2 separate regions of the Sus scrofa genome follow, and region 1 is linked to region 2. Evidence: chromatin contacts called from public Hi-C data. All regions are on one chromosome and are shown on one strand. Each heading gives the region's core, a stretch centred on a gene start, on an enhancer-like site or on the middle of the called end of the contact. The rest is flanking DNA. Distances are from core to core; before and after follow the strand shown.

What was found. Hi-C and Micro-C count contacts between places; a contact is called where the count stands out from the background.
Region 1: a Hi-C map of subcutaneous adipose tissue shows a contact between it and region 2, with 1.6 times the contacts expected there. The contact joins two enhancer-like sites. A contact is called at or near these places in 1 of 47 Hi-C or Micro-C datasets (subcutaneous adipose tissue) and 2 of 2 datasets of contacts at active chromatin or transcription factors (alveolar macrophages and skeletal muscle).

The regions. Positions count from the first base shown.
Region 1 is chr3:118,585,432-118,589,036 of Sscrofa11.1, reverse strand. All of the region lies in intron 4 of OSR1 (protein odd-skipped-related 1), which reads right to left. Among named protein-coding and RNA genes, the nearest start is that of OSR1, 220 kb to the right of the region's middle. Within about 2 kb of position 2,311, at least 22 of the 83 cell types and tissues checked have an H3K27ac peak or open chromatin away from gene starts, as enhancers often do. A contact at or near this core is called in subcutaneous adipose tissue, where this site is marked.
Region 2 is chr3:118,455,446-118,459,235 of Sscrofa11.1, reverse strand. All of the region lies in intron 2 of OSR1 (protein odd-skipped-related 1), which reads right to left. Among named protein-coding and RNA genes, the nearest start is that of OSR1, 89 kb to the right of the region's middle. Within about 2 kb of position 2,200, at least 10 of the 83 cell types and tissues checked have an H3K27ac peak or open chromatin away from gene starts, as enhancers often do. A contact at or near this core is called in subcutaneous adipose tissue, where this site is marked.

The DNA.
Region 1 (3,605 bases), core at 1,062-3,561, 130 kb before region 2:
TTAAACGATGTGGTATCGGAATAAAAGTAAACATATAGTTCAACAGAATAGAATTGAGAGTTTGTAAGTAAACCCACATATCTATGGTTAATTGATTTTTGACAAGTGTAAAAAAAAATTCAGTGGGGAAAGTATAATGTCTTCAACTAATGGTGCTGGGACAACTGGCTATCCACATGAACGAGAATGAATTTGGATCACTATCTTACATTGTATGTAAAAAATTTATTAAAACTGAATAAAAGAAGTTCCCATCGTGACACAGCAGAAACGAATCTGACTGGGAACCATGAGGTTGCAGGTCTGATCCCTGGCCTTGCTCAGCGGGTCAAGGATCTGGCGTTGCTGTGAGCTGTGGTATAGGTCACAGACGCGGCTCAGATGCTGCATTGCTCTGGCTCTGGCGTGGGCCCGGTGGATACAGCTCCAATTAGACCCCTAGCCTAGGAACCTCCATATGCCACAAGTGCAGCCTTAAAAAGCAAAAAAAAAAAAAAAAAAAAGTGAATGAAAGGCCCAAATGTAACAGGTAAATTTATTAATTTCTTACAAGAATATATAGTTGTATATCTTCATGACTTGGATTAGACAATAGTTTCTTAAATAGAACACCAAAATCACAGGAAACAGAAAATAAAAGTTAACTGAGCTTAAATTTAAAACTTTTGTGCAAAAGACACTATCAAGAAAGTGAAAAGACTTCCCACAGAATGGAAGGAGATATTTGCCAATCATACATCCAATAAGGGTCTAGCATCCAGAATACATAAAGAACTCTTCCAATGGAACAACACAAAGAAAACAACCCAATCAAGAAAGGGTCAAATGGCTTGAATAGACATTTCCCTAAAGAAGATATAAAACTGACCAGCAAGAGAGTTCCCGTCGTGGCGCAGTGGTTAACGAATCCGACTAGGAACCATGAGGTTGCGGGTTCGGTCCCTGTCCTTGCTCAGTGGGTTAACGATGCGGCGTTGCCATGAGCTGTGGTGTAGGTTGCAGATGCGGCTCGGATCCAGCGTTGCTGTGGCTCTGGAGTAGGCCAGTGGCTACAGCTCTGATTCGACCCCTAGCCTGGGAACCTCCATATGCCGCGGGAGCGGCCCAAGAAATAGCAACAACAACAACAAAAAGACAAAAGACAAAAAAAAAAAAAAAAAAAAACTGACCAGCAAGAAAATGAAAAGATGCTCAACACAGTAGTCATTGGAGAAATGCAAATCAAAACCACAATGAGATGCCACTTTACACCCACTAGGATGGATCTAATAAAAAACAAAAACAAAAAACAGAAAGTAGCAAGTGTCTGTGAGAATGTGGAGAAACGGAGCCCATCACACATTGCTAGCGAGAAGGTAAAATGGTACAGCTGATCCGGAAATCCGCTTTGTGGTTCCTGAAAAAGTTAAACATAAAATTACTGTATGACCCGGAAATTCTACTCTGAGGTAACTCAAGAGAATTGAAAACAAACAAAAACTCAAACAAAAACCTGTACACAAGTGTTCAGAGCAGCCAAAAACTGGAAACAACCCCAATACCCATGAACTGATGAAATAAAATGGAGTATGCACGCACGTACGATGGAATATTATTCAACCATAAAAGGAAGTAAGTCCTATACCTGCTATATAACATTATGAGCTCTGGAAACATTTTGCTAAGTAAAAGCAGCCTGTCACAAAAGACTCCACAGTATATGATTTGTTGATATGAAACGTCTAGAATAGACAGATCTATAGGGACAGAAAGGAGATACATGGGTGGCCAGGGGCTCAGGGAGAGGAAAACAGAGAGTGAATGCTTGATTGGTACAGCGTTTCCTTTCAAGGGGACAGAAAATATTCTGGAATCAGGGGTAATGGTGCACACCACTGAATGTACCAAAAGCCACTGAACTGTACACTTTACAGTGGTGAAAATGGCATATTTTATAATCTCAATAAATGCTTTTTTAAAAGAAGCGCAAAGCAGTGGAACAAAAATCAGACAAAAGTGCTTTTTAGTCACTTTCTCACTTATCGTATTCAGCCTAGGTGGGGAAAGCTATGCTTTGATTGCACATCCAGACATGTGATGAGCTGGAGAAAACTAATTTCGGATTTCAGAGTTAGTTCTAGCTGTGATATTTAAGAGCTGATCACCCTGGGGGAGTCTCTTCATTTCTCTGGGCTCCAGTTACCTCAGATGACATCCTGGTGTCCACCTGCCCAATGTATGGGTGAGCCCTGGTCTGGATCCAAGGACCACATGGAGAGGCCATGAGTCAGTCGTGAGCCTGACTCATTACGAGATGGGTTAATGGTAAAGTGGGAGGAGAGGGGAAACGATCCAGTTTTTCTTAAGATTTCCCCTGAATTATCCTCATTTGTGGGCAAAACGCTCAAGCATGCTATTTTTAAAGGGTGACGATACTTGGTTAAAATGTCCTCAGAGGAAGGGGAGGTAAGGCCTGGGAGAAGTTCTGCCCAAACCACAGTGCCTCCAAACTCCAGCCACATCACCAGCAAACAGCCCTAATGAGCTCTGTCCTGGACGCTCCAAATTGAATTACATAATACATTTCCGTTTCATTTCATGAATCACGATTTAGGATACAATGTTCCTGGGTTGCAGCTGATATATTTCAGAGATTACCAAAGATTTCTAAAAGAAAAATCTATTTTATTAAATTCATATGTAAAATGTCTGTATGTCAGCCAACTTATTTATTTCAAATTTGGGATTTTCTTAAACGCCGTAGTTACAGCTCAATGTCAAGAGAGTTCCCGATAAACTCACTTAACGAACGGTAAGACTGCCGTGGCCCCTGGATTTTTCATTTCTTTTGACAGCCCGGTTCCTGGCTGCTGGCGGTAGGTTTGATTTCAGCTGCCCCTGTTGGAGTCCCTTTGTGGCTGAGAGTGAGAATGAGTGGTTAAAGCCTCAGAACGTGGACCAGGGGAAGTGAAACTCGTATGGAGAACTAGGGAACAGTGAGTCGAGCTCACGAGGACCCTAAGCCCCATATTCAGACATTAACTCCTTTGTGGATGGCAGTGCTGCTGGCATCCGTGGGGCTCACTCCCCTTTGCTGAGTACAGCCGAGAAGTGAGGACACGGGTTCTGGAAGCAGAAAGACACGGTCCAAATCCTAGCTCAGCCATTGTTAGCCCTGCAGCCTCGGAAAGGACACTTAATCTTTCTAAGCTTCAGTGTATTAAGCTGTAATTTGGGAATAATAATAATACATATGTCATAGAGTTGTTATAAGGACTAGTGACATGAGGTATGCAGAGCGATAAGCGCAGGGCCTGGCACGGAGCAAGCAGTCAATAAACATCAGTTGTGTGGTAGTGTTGTTTTTCTGCCTTAGGAGCGGCAACTTTGAATTACAAATTGAGCTCTGGCTCACTCAGCCTCGGCTGAGTCGCCACCCGTTCTCAAAACTTTTGATCAAGTTCGCTTTTGCCAAAGCTCGTGCTCTCTGAGATCTGACCTGCTGTCCATCATTAATTCCTGTCTTCGCTCGTCATTTATTTAATATTTACTATCTTCTGTGTGCCAGACAGAAAGTTAACCATTAGCGGAACAAAGGTGAGAGAAAGAAAACAGGGTTTCTTCCC
Region 2 (3,790 bases), core at 951-3,450:
CACCTCCCCCATGCCTACCACACCCATAGGACAATCAGCAGGAAGACGCCACCTACAGGTGAGTACAGAGAAAGCACCAGGATGGAGCAGGTCCACCAAGCCAGCTTGAAAAAAGTTTCATTCTTTGAGTGAATAGTGCTCCCTGATGGATGTGCTTGGAGCCCTGGCTTCCAACTTCCACTAAAACCTTCCACGAACATTCCCCTTTATCTCTTCTGGCCACACCAGCTCATTCTTTACTAAGCGGCTTTTTTTCGCCCAAATCTCCAAACAAAACTTGCAATCTTGCCAAACGTTTTCTCCATCAAGCAGTATTTAGCAACATGAGCGCTGCAAACAGATCACAAACAGATCAAATATCATAACGTTTGTTTTCAAATCCTGGAAATATTTTCCAAATCATGTATTTTTTTTTCCCTTTTTCAGACACATCATCAACCTCCTGACAATTTTGGCCAGGCCTGCCTGTAGGCAGCCTTAACTGCCTGGTTCTGGCAAAAGGCTGGGCATGCGTGGCTGGGGGTGGGTGGCTGCTGGTGGTGACAACCTGTCAGCAGCATGATGACTCGTACCTGGCTGTGTGATGCCCGGAGGAAGCTATGTGGGCGGCTGTGTGAGGAGGACCTGTGGGTGGGGGGGCGTCTCGGGTAGAACTGGAAAACCTGAGGCCATGTGCCACGTAGAGGGGCTGTGAAAGGACAAAGGACACAGACTACGTGTGATGCACCTGAGGCTCTGGGGGAGGTCTGTGTATGCTCTGGGAGATAAGAAAGATTGTGTGTGTGTGTGTGTGTGTGTGTGTGTGTGTGTGGCAACCATGGGACATATTGGGTGGGATCTATTAGTATGATGCAATGGGTGACTCAGTGTGTGAGGGCACTGCGGAGGGTGAGGAGGGTGCTGGGAAGGTGTGTGTCAAAGTGATACACTGGCCACCAGAAAGCAGCTCTGGGGTTGGCCAGGCCTGGGCTCTGAGACCATCTCCAGGACCAGGACAGCTGCTTGTGCCAGGCAAGGCCGCTGACAGAGTGACCTCCGTGCCAAGGCTCAGGTCCAGCCTTGACGCTACAGACCCAGGCCCCACGGTTGGGGAAACCTGGTGGCTGTCCCCTGATGCCTGTGCCCAAGGAGACTGAAGCAGAGCAGATGAGGCAAATCGCTTTGTGGCTGGTAAGCAGCTCCTGCTGTGAATCAAGGGCCTGAGGAAGGTGGCGGAGTCCTTGGCCCGAGGGAAGTTTGTGGCTGGATCTTGTGTAGCTTCGGTCCCTGGGGCCACATTATCACTAGTAATGACCTCAGCCCAAGAGAGACATAGTCTACTTTCCCAAGCAACAGACGGCCCGTCCGTGAGGCCCAGAAAAGAAGGCGCCCTGGCGGGCAGCCCAGGACCCCACCCAAAGGCCAGTGCCCCCTCCCCAGGGGCTGTCCCAGAGGAGGGCCCAGGCTCGGGGTCCTGACTCTCCCCTCCTGGGCACGTGACCCCCATCATCTCTAAGATTCAGACCCAGAGGCCAGGCCTCCAAGGCCCTCGGGTATCTCATCCCACTTTCCTGGCTCACTTCTGTCGCCTCTGTGCTTCCCCCTCCAGCCACCCTCAGACAGCGAGCAGCCCTCCGTGTTCACGGCTCAAGACACTGTTCAGAGAGTCCTTGTCTAAGAGTCTGGGAAGGGACAGGCCCCTGAAGACTGAGCCCAGACGATGATGGGCAGGATGCAGAGAGTCACAAAGAACTTCTGAGGTGACCCTCAACTAGAATTCCTGATCCAATATTTACAAAGGCTCGGGAAAGCTGTTCATCGCTGGTTTTTGAAGAAGAAGGCGCGCCTTCCTATTGTCATGTAAAACTCCAACATGACAAATTGCTTCTTCAAACAGCTTACAATCCAAGACAGTGCTGGATATGGAGCTGTATCAAGAAGACCTCTGAAAAACGACTGCCAGGAGCAAACAGCCCAGGAAACCTACACCCAGCAAGGGACTGCAGGGGCACTCGGCTGGCCGGCCTCCTCTCCACCACCATTCTCAGCAGCTTTAAGAGTCATATACTAGACCCACCTCTCGCCCTCTGCTCTCGTTTCCTTGGTTCCAAGGGATTCAATGAACTTCACCATCACCTTGGCCACCACCTCCCATGGGTGTACTTTACAGCTTGTCAGTTATTTCAGCCAATAACGGCATCAGCTCTGAAATGCCAAGCAGCTCTACTCTAGGGCCGCCTCTTCCCGTAATCTAGAGCAGCTTGGCTCCAGCAACTCGGATCTCACTGGGAGGCTCAACCCATCGCCCCTTCCCCTCTCTGACCACCTTCACCCTCTCTGCCCCGAACACACACACATTCTCACCCTCCTCCTCAGCCGGCTCAGCTTCTTTGATCAGCACTGCAGCCACTCTCTTGCACATGTATGTCTCTTCTGCCCCTTTTCTCTTTATGTTGTACCAGCCTGGAAAGACCTGAAGCTCAATAACCCTAGTTATCTGCTTGCTCTGAGTCTGTAGCCAACATGCTGCCTCTGGAGGAAAAAAAAAAAAAAAAATCTATCTTTATCTCTGTCTCTATATCTCCCTCTCCCTCTCCCTCTCTCTCTCTCTCTCACGCACAGTCTTCATCTAAGTCAATGAGAGAATCATTCAGGCAACTGTTGAGACCAGGGACCTTAGAGTCACCCTTGATTACTCTCTTTCCCTCATATCCCGTATTTAATTCATCAGCAAGTTCTAGCAACATCACGTCCAAATATATCCCAAATGTGACTCCCTCTCGCCCTGTTTATCATCAAAATATTAGTTGAAACCTCTGACATCTCTTACCTAGTTTACTGTAAATTCCTTCTAATTTGCTTCCCTTCCTCCTCTCTTGACCCCACCCAGTCCACTCTCCACACAGCAGCTGGAAGGATCTTTTTTTAAAAAAGAAAAACGGACTTTATTTCTCAAAGAAGTTTTAGGTTCACAGCAAAACTGAGCGAAAAGGACAGAGAGTCTCCATGTGCCTCCTGCCCCCGCCCCGCCCGCGCTTCCACAGCCCCTCCCCACCAACATCCGGCACCACGGTTGTAAGTTTGTTACAACTGATGAACCTGCATTGACAGGTCATTATCACCCAAGTCCATAGTTTACATCAGGGTTCACTCTTGGTTTTAAAGAAAAATGTATAAATGGAGGATAATGCGAAGAAAAAGAATGTATATAAATGTAAAGCTGGGTCACTTTGCTGTGTAGCAGAAATTGAAATCAACTACGATAAAAAAATTTTTTTAATAAAATAAATCCAGAATTTTCCAAAAAAATAAATATAAAAAGTGTATAATGACATATACCTACCATTATAGTATCATACTATAAAATAGTAAAAATCCTAAAAATCCTCTCTCCTCCCCCATTCATCCTCTCCTCCCCCAAACCACTGAGCTTTTTGCTGTCTCCATGGTTTTACTTTTTCCAAAATGTCACATAGTTGGAATCATAAAAGAGAGCCTTTCCAGACTGGCTTCTTTCACTTAGCAATCTGCAGGTCTTGTCATGGCTCCATTGCTCATGTCTATTTAGGGCTGAGTAATATCCCATTTTCTGGATGTGCCATAATTTTTTTTTTTATCTTTTTGCCATTTCTTGGGCCACTCCTGTGGCATATGGAGGTTCCCAGGCTAGGGGTCTAATCGGAGCTGTAGCTGCCAGCCGACGCCAAAGCCACAGCAATGCGGCTCTATGCCAGAGACACAGCAATACGGGATCCGAGCCGCGTCTGCAACCTACACCACAGCTCACGGCAACGCCGGATCCTTAACCCAC